2 separate regions of the Danio rerio genome follow, and region 1 is linked to region 2. Evidence: chromatin contacts called from public HiChIP or PLAC-seq data. All regions are on one chromosome and are shown on one strand. Each heading gives the region's core, a stretch centred on a gene start, on an enhancer-like site or on the middle of the called end of the contact. The rest is flanking DNA. Distances are from core to core; before and after follow the strand shown.

What was found. HiChIP or PLAC-seq counts read pairs in DNA pulled down with a chosen protein or histone mark.
Region 1: an H3K4me3 HiChIP or PLAC-seq map of embryo shows a contact between it and region 2, with 4 times the contacts expected there. The contact joins two enhancer-like sites. A contact is called at or near these places in 1 of 18 Hi-C or Micro-C datasets (caudal fin) and 2 of 4 datasets of contacts at active chromatin or transcription factors (caudal fin and embryo).

Annotation. Positions count from the first base shown.
Region 1 is chr2:46,696,346-46,699,823 of GRCz12tu, reverse strand. No RefSeq gene overlaps it. Among named protein-coding and RNA genes, the nearest start is that of itgb1b, 20 kb to the left of the region's middle. Within about 2 kb of position 2,138, at least 57 of the 62 cell types and tissues checked have an H3K27ac peak or open chromatin away from gene starts, as enhancers often do.
Region 2 is chr2:46,391,283-46,395,060 of GRCz12tu, reverse strand. All of the region lies in intron 2 of pard3ab (par-3 family cell polarity regulator alpha, b), which reads right to left. Among named protein-coding and RNA genes, the nearest start is that of pard3ab, 41 kb to the right of the region's middle. Within about 2 kb of position 2,195, at least 9 of the 62 cell types and tissues checked have an H3K27ac peak or open chromatin away from gene starts, as enhancers often do.

The sequences.
Region 1 (3,478 bases), core at 889-3,388, 300 kb before region 2:
TTCATACTTTGAATAATATTTACAACAGATACTGTTACTCTACTTGCACTACATTTTTGTGTAAGTAATGGTAGTTTTACACGAGTTTGATTTTTCAGTTCTCCTTCCACACCTGATTACAGTTACAACTTTAGTTATCCGTGAGTAGGCATGAGACGATAACCGGTTTGAAAAAGTCAAGGTTTTATAACCTCAATAAATGTTGTTATACCTTTCCTAAGGTATATGTAGAGGTTTTGTTTTATGTGTTATAAAGAAACCTGTGATTGTAAAATAATTGACCCAGCAGAAGTGGGTTTACTGCAAACTACAAAATATAAAAAATTCTTAAGTGAAATACTGTATATTGGGTTTAATGTGGAAAAAGTGTGTTGTTTGAATTAAGACAATTAAAACATTATTTTAGAGCAGTAATCACAATACTGTGAAACCGTGATATTTTTATTCAAGGTTATCATACCATCACAAACTTATACCAGCCCATGCCTATCCATGAGTATGTCATTTTTTGTTTTAGTGTTTGCTAATCTACTGCACCATGAAAGCTTTCACACACCAACGCCGTTTCTAATATAGCCAGTTATTAATTAACAAGCAAAAAGTTTCCAACCAAAGGTAACATCCAGCTTGTTACGTGATGCCCCGTCGAGGGGGGCCAAACTTCACCAATAACACCAATACAATAATTACTTTCTTCCTTTTTGCTATACTATTGTTAGACTTTAAGCAGTGAAATTAAACCACACCAAACCGAACTCAAACACTGAAAGCCGGACTGACACAGCTTCAGTTTACTAGAACTTTTATGATAAGCTGCTTTTAACACAATCTACGTTGTAAAAGCACTATAGAAATAAACATTGCTCAAACACTTCTTTTAAACTGTCATGTATCGCTTACGGCAATAAAGTAATCTCTGTATTGTTTGTACTATACTTTTATCTGTTGTATTTACATTGTAATGGCCTGCTGTTATTCCAATAAAAACACCAGTAGCCTACATCAAATCTTCTTTTATTATAACACTAATAGGACTGTAACCATGTGCATAACTTTACAAAAAGACTATTAATTTACTTTAAACTTAAGGGCAAACAAATAACTGAATACACATCCGGCAGAAAAACTACAACATTCTTCCACGCAGTCACGTGACCTGAATATGTAGGATGTGAGTTTTTAATGCAGATCACTGCGGGATCTTTGCTTGTAAACTTGGCTCTAGAGCATTTCACACTGGTGTGGTGTTGTCTGTGATACTCCCAACACATCACATGGCGCTTTACCACAGATAAAATGCAGTTATACTTAGTCCTGGTCCAGTGCTATTCCCAAACTTCTCCTATATAAAGCGTTGTTGTACAAAATAATACCATCATCACATCCACCGCATCATAGTGTGCTTTAATGCTTCCCGTCCCAAACAGGACCATGAGTCACACAAAAAGCGGCTACATCATTTCACCTCCCAGAGAGGCATATTTACTCAAGCAACTTCCAAATAAAGCATTGTTCAAGGGCCAGTTAAACACCACAGCCCCCCTCGGACCCTCTGAGGCCTGGAACAGACGAATTACAACAGATGTCGGGGACACAGAAGACGCGACAGAGAGATCCGAGATAACAGGCGGTCTGGGAAACACATAGCCTGGAGGGACACTGTCTGTGAATCACGTTATAAGCAGATCTGCGCCTGTTCTTTGAAGTGATCAGGACATCCCCACCCAAAGTTCCTAACCTTAAACCACTTTTCCAGATCAAACCCTTTAATGATTACTGGTTTACCTAAAAATAGTCAATTCAGCAAACAGATATGACACGAAAGTCTATAAGGTAATTGATCCTCCTTACCTTAACACGCGTGATTCATCCAAGAAAATCACAAATAAAACCACATTTGCCAGGGAAAGTCGCGTTTGGTCCAGCAGTCCGGTTGCCGTGTCTGCTTTGTTTCCGTGGTCCACTTTGAATCAACAGCTGGTTGAAAAGTACAAAAACGCTCGATTCTCTTGCATAAAAGAGTCAAATAGTGGATAATGCTGGTAATAAATGGCTGAACTAGGGCAGAGAGTCCAGCTCGCCCTTCTCGGCGTGTCCCCAGTCCGGGTGTGTGTGTAAAATGTGTGTGTGGTCGGTGAACTGCGAGATGGGTTTGCTGCACAGCCTCACCCTTCCTCCTCCCACAGGAAATAACGTTACACCCAATTCACAGGGCGAACGAGTCGAACAAAAAGTTTTGGTTCAAATGAGTCGTCAAATTGATTCGAATGATTTGAATCACTTTACAAAGGCTCTGCAGTGTTAAAATAATTTATATATAAAATTAATGTTAAGGCCAAAAATTAGTCACATGCAAAATTAAAGTTTGTTTTAACATAACATGTGACATTCTACCAGAAACGAACATTATCTGTCCCTGAAATAACATAAATACAGCAAATAAAAAGTTTTTTATTGCAATAATTTCTACTGACGGTTGATTTGTTACTGATACTGATGGAGTTGTTCTGTAAAGGAATATGTCATTAATTTGGTTCTCAGGTTTTTATTCTTTATTAACTGACAGAATACAGCTTTAATGACTCGGAAGTGACACCATTTGATTGAGAAGCTGACAGTGACCAAAGTGTTTTATTATTAAATTCTATGATTTTATGCTTGCTTTGTAGGATTTTTCGAGCACAACAAGTGTAAGTTCAGGCCCTGTCACATTTTTAATGAGTAAAAATGTATGTTTCTGGTAGAATGTCCCATATAAAGAGCTGAAATCAGAATTATCAGCCCCCCTTAGAATTATTTTAATCTTTTACATTTTTCCCAAATGATGTTTAACAGAGCAAGGAATTTTTCACAGTATGTCTGATAATATTTTTTCTTCTGGAGAAAGTCTTATTTGTTTTATTTCAGCTAGAATTAAAGCAGTTTTTATTTTTTTTAAAAACGTTTTGAAGACAAAATTATGAGCCCCTTTAAGTTGTATTTTTTTCAATAGTCTACAGAACAAACAACCGTCATACAATAACTTGCCTAATTACGCTAACCTGCCACACGCACGCACGCACACACACACACACACACACACACACACACACACACACACACACACACACACACACACACACACACACACACACACACACACACACACACACACACATTATTAATATATGACAACAACAAATAGCCTATTTATATTCTCTTCTACATTGTGAAAGCTCTGCATATCAAACAATTGACAATCAGGAGTAAACAATCAGTAATCAACAAATTTCCTTCTATTTGCCTCTTATTTATACCACAACAACCAACAAACTAATCCATCACATATGAATTATGTATGTTTATTTAAAAAAAAAAAAACATTTCTTGCTTCATTTTCTCATCTTGAGAGCAAAATTAACGGCAATACTTTAAAATTAAAAGCATTTATTAATCACTGTAATAATCATTGCTTTAACTAATATTAACAAGCACAATT
Region 2 (3,778 bases), core at 946-3,445:
GATTTGGCAGTGATAAGCAAGTGATAAGCAATTTGGCTGCTGCACCAGACAAAACACAACAGAAATTTAAATACAGCCATTCAGAAGCACAGAATATGCACTCACTCATGAAGTGCTAAGGCTAACAATCTAATTATACACATATTAAACTTTTTAAACATTATTAAATGTACATGCTGAATCACTAATGTGTTGTTTTGAGTCACAGCTCTAAAGTTCAATTTCAAATGGTTTGTTTTATTGTCAAGATCTGAGATGAACTATCTGCAGCTGCTTTTAGTATATGGCAATAAATGACATGTAAAATGGCATTCAAACTCACATTGTTAGCATTTAACACTGAATAAAGCACATGAATAAACTCAGGTGTACCAGGGGTGATCATTGTCAGTTTTCTGTTGTCAAGCTTAGAAGCCTGTCTAATATATCAATTTGAGGTGTTGGTTAGAGGAAAAAAAACTCCTTTTAATATGGAGAATATTCCTTTTATTAGAAGTGTCAACCTATACTGGTCTCATGGTTCGGTTCGGTTACGATTATCATGCCATCAATTCGGATCAATTCGATATCTCGGTGCATCACGGTGCATTGACGATGCTTTCCATACATAGTGTTATATTTTGGGGGGAGGCTATAACAAGCTATCTGTATAAACACACAGACACACAGCACCACACTGTCTCTCATTCACAAACATAGACAGCACTAAACAAACAAACAAACAAACAAACAAACAAACAAACACACACACACACACACACACACACTTAAGCCCTTTCAATATTTGTTTAGCCAGGAGAGCTCGCGCTGAGCGGAGCAAAAAAAAAAAGAAAAAAGAAGCACTTTTCCGACGGTCCCTTACGTGTGAGCTCTCCCGGCCTAACGCATATTGCGAGGGCTTAAAGGGAGCAGTGGTCATAATATTGAGCGAAAAAGAAAAAGACAGCTATGAAACATAACCAGCTTTGTCTTTTTGTAAGAAACATTTTTACACTTTACATCTTTTTAGAGTAAGAGGTTTTTGAGTTATTGCCGCTATAACTGAATGTGTCTGGAATATTGAAAACCAACTTAACCGCGCTCATTTCTGGCGCCCCCCTGGATGTACAGCACCCTTAGCATTTGCCTATACTGCCTATGCCACGGGCCGGCCCCAAGTTGGCTCCTGAGTGTTGTAAATACTGGTGCTCACCTCCCTCACAACAGAGCGCATAGGAGATAAATTACGTCAGTACATAATAACCGGTTATGATTATTACTGAACCGATACCGAATTGTTTGCATTTGCATCGTGGTGCACCGAAAAAACAATTAATTTTGACACCCCTACCTTTTATCGCTTGCCGTTGCTTTTATGTAGAACACGATTTAAATCAGCCTTTAGGCTCGATCGTCAGACTCAATCCTGTTGGTCCTCAATCTGGCAACCTGCGCTTGTGTTTGTTTTGATCCAGGAATGCAATTCCTAGTTCAACCTTTAAAGAAACTGTTCTCCAACAAATTTGCATTGTAATAATTATATTCACATACACTCTGTTTGTTCAAACTACTTGTTTATAATGAACTGAAATGACACAGTTCTTGAGCTTATTTGGGGGACAACTTAATTGTTTCATGTTCAGTACACTTGAATTTGTAAAAACTAACAAGTTAACTTAATTCCTTCATGCTGTCCCAACACAAATCGATTGTGTGGAACCCAGCCTTTTTTTACAGTGTATAATTGTAATAGTTTGATTGAACACCTTTAAAGTACCAATTAAGATGTACTGCCTGTAAAGGTACATCTAAAAGTATACAGAGTAAACAAACAATGTCTTAATTTTCTATTTAAACACACACACACACACCCTCTATTGTGGTGGAATCCTACATGACATTTACTTCAGTATGGAAGCAAAAGGGCAGTGCAGAGAAGAAAACGAGGGAGAAAAACAATGTAGATGAAGTAGAAAGATGTATGAAGATATGTATTTGGCTGCAGAGAGGATGTGTATATGTTTCTTGCTGCTTCAAATATTCCAAACATCAATGAACTTTAGCATTACAAATAACACTGCAGTGCTGTTCCTCACAGGCTTGGGTAATTCTTTACGGGTTTCCCAAACAAACATGACACCTCATGTATTACACACACTCACAAAACACAGTAGCATTACAGCTGGATGGCGTTGAGAAATCCCTCCAAGCATTTCACAATGACTCTAAAAACAAGAACTCACTGACCCACCGACACAAATCACCTCTTGCAAACACACTGGAGGTCAGCAGAACTTTGTGAGCGCCAAAAGTGCTAACAGGAAGTTCCCATGAGAACATTTGTATTCTTCCTGTGAGGATATTTGTTTCCTCTCTTTAAAAGGCTGTGATCTTTGAGCTTCACAATCTGTTGGGACGCATCTCAATCTGACATACACACTAGCACTGTGACCTGCAGTCTAGTTTATCCATAACTGATCAAATGACTCAGAGCAAAGAAGATGAGACCACAGTTCACCTTCTGCTGGATAGATTGATAAGGCTGAAAAACCTATTTGGATGAACTATATTTCAAGAACAGCACAAGAACACACAATCACGTGTCCCATCAGATTTAGCTTCATGTAGTACACTGTAAAAAATAAACCCTAAAATTTACGGTAAAAAAACAGCAGCTGTGGTTGCCAGTACTTTACCATTAAAAACACGGTACAAACCGTAAAAGTAATTTCTCATTTTTACGGTAAACTACCGTTTTTTATTAATTTATAGAGGTAATATGTCTGAATTTTAAATGACCAACATCTACACATCTTTTGTTGCACAGTTAGATACGTTAGCACACCCACATGCAGGTAGTGATGAGGAAGTTACATAATGAGCCAATGCTCATCACAATCAACTTTTCCCACAAGCAGAAAAGAGTATCAGCATTAGGGGTGTCACGATTTTGATTTTTAATCGAAATCGATAGAAATTTATGCTCAATTTCGATTATCGAATCAAAAAATAGAATCGTCGATGCTGCCACGCCCCCATGTCACGTCAGAAAAAAACAGGCTTGTTGAAGTGCTTGTTAAACTGCAGAAGCAGGAGACCCGTCGACAAAAATTAAACCCTCTCCTCTTTCAATGAAGTCGCCGGTGTGTAAGCATTTTGGATTTCCAGTGAGTTATGTTGACAACGTTCGTGTTGTCGACAAAAAAAACACAGTTTTGCAAGCTCTGCTATGTACATATTACGTACGGTTCGTCCGATAGACAACACCGGCATCGCCATCCTCTGTCCGCCCCCGTTGCAAATCTGCTCGCGAAAAGTACACTCAGGCCCTGTTTACACTGTCTTTGTTTTTAAATGGCATTTTAGAACGACAACGATTTGACATCCACAATGGCGTGTAGCATTTCTGAGCAGCCTTCCTTCCTCTATACCTCTGAAAATGCACATCACGTGACCACAGACACAGACGCACACACAGCCTTGCGCTCGAGACAGCAGGTCCAGGCAGTCAGAGGACTGCTTCAATCTTTCACTCACTTGTACTTTGTCATTTTAGCGAACACCTCAGATACTGTTGGCTGGTTCCTGTTGGTTGTGCGTCTTTTTTACCGACGCCATTATAATGACACAGATCACTGCCTATTCAAGAGTCCCGCAGAAAAAGTGATTGACAGGTGGTAATTATGTCTGTATCTTGCCTTTATTCATTTACTGTATGATTTGTTTATGGGTAAAACAAAGACCATCCAGGTCAGGTAGTTTAAACGGTAGGCTACAAATAATTAATTGGTCATTAATT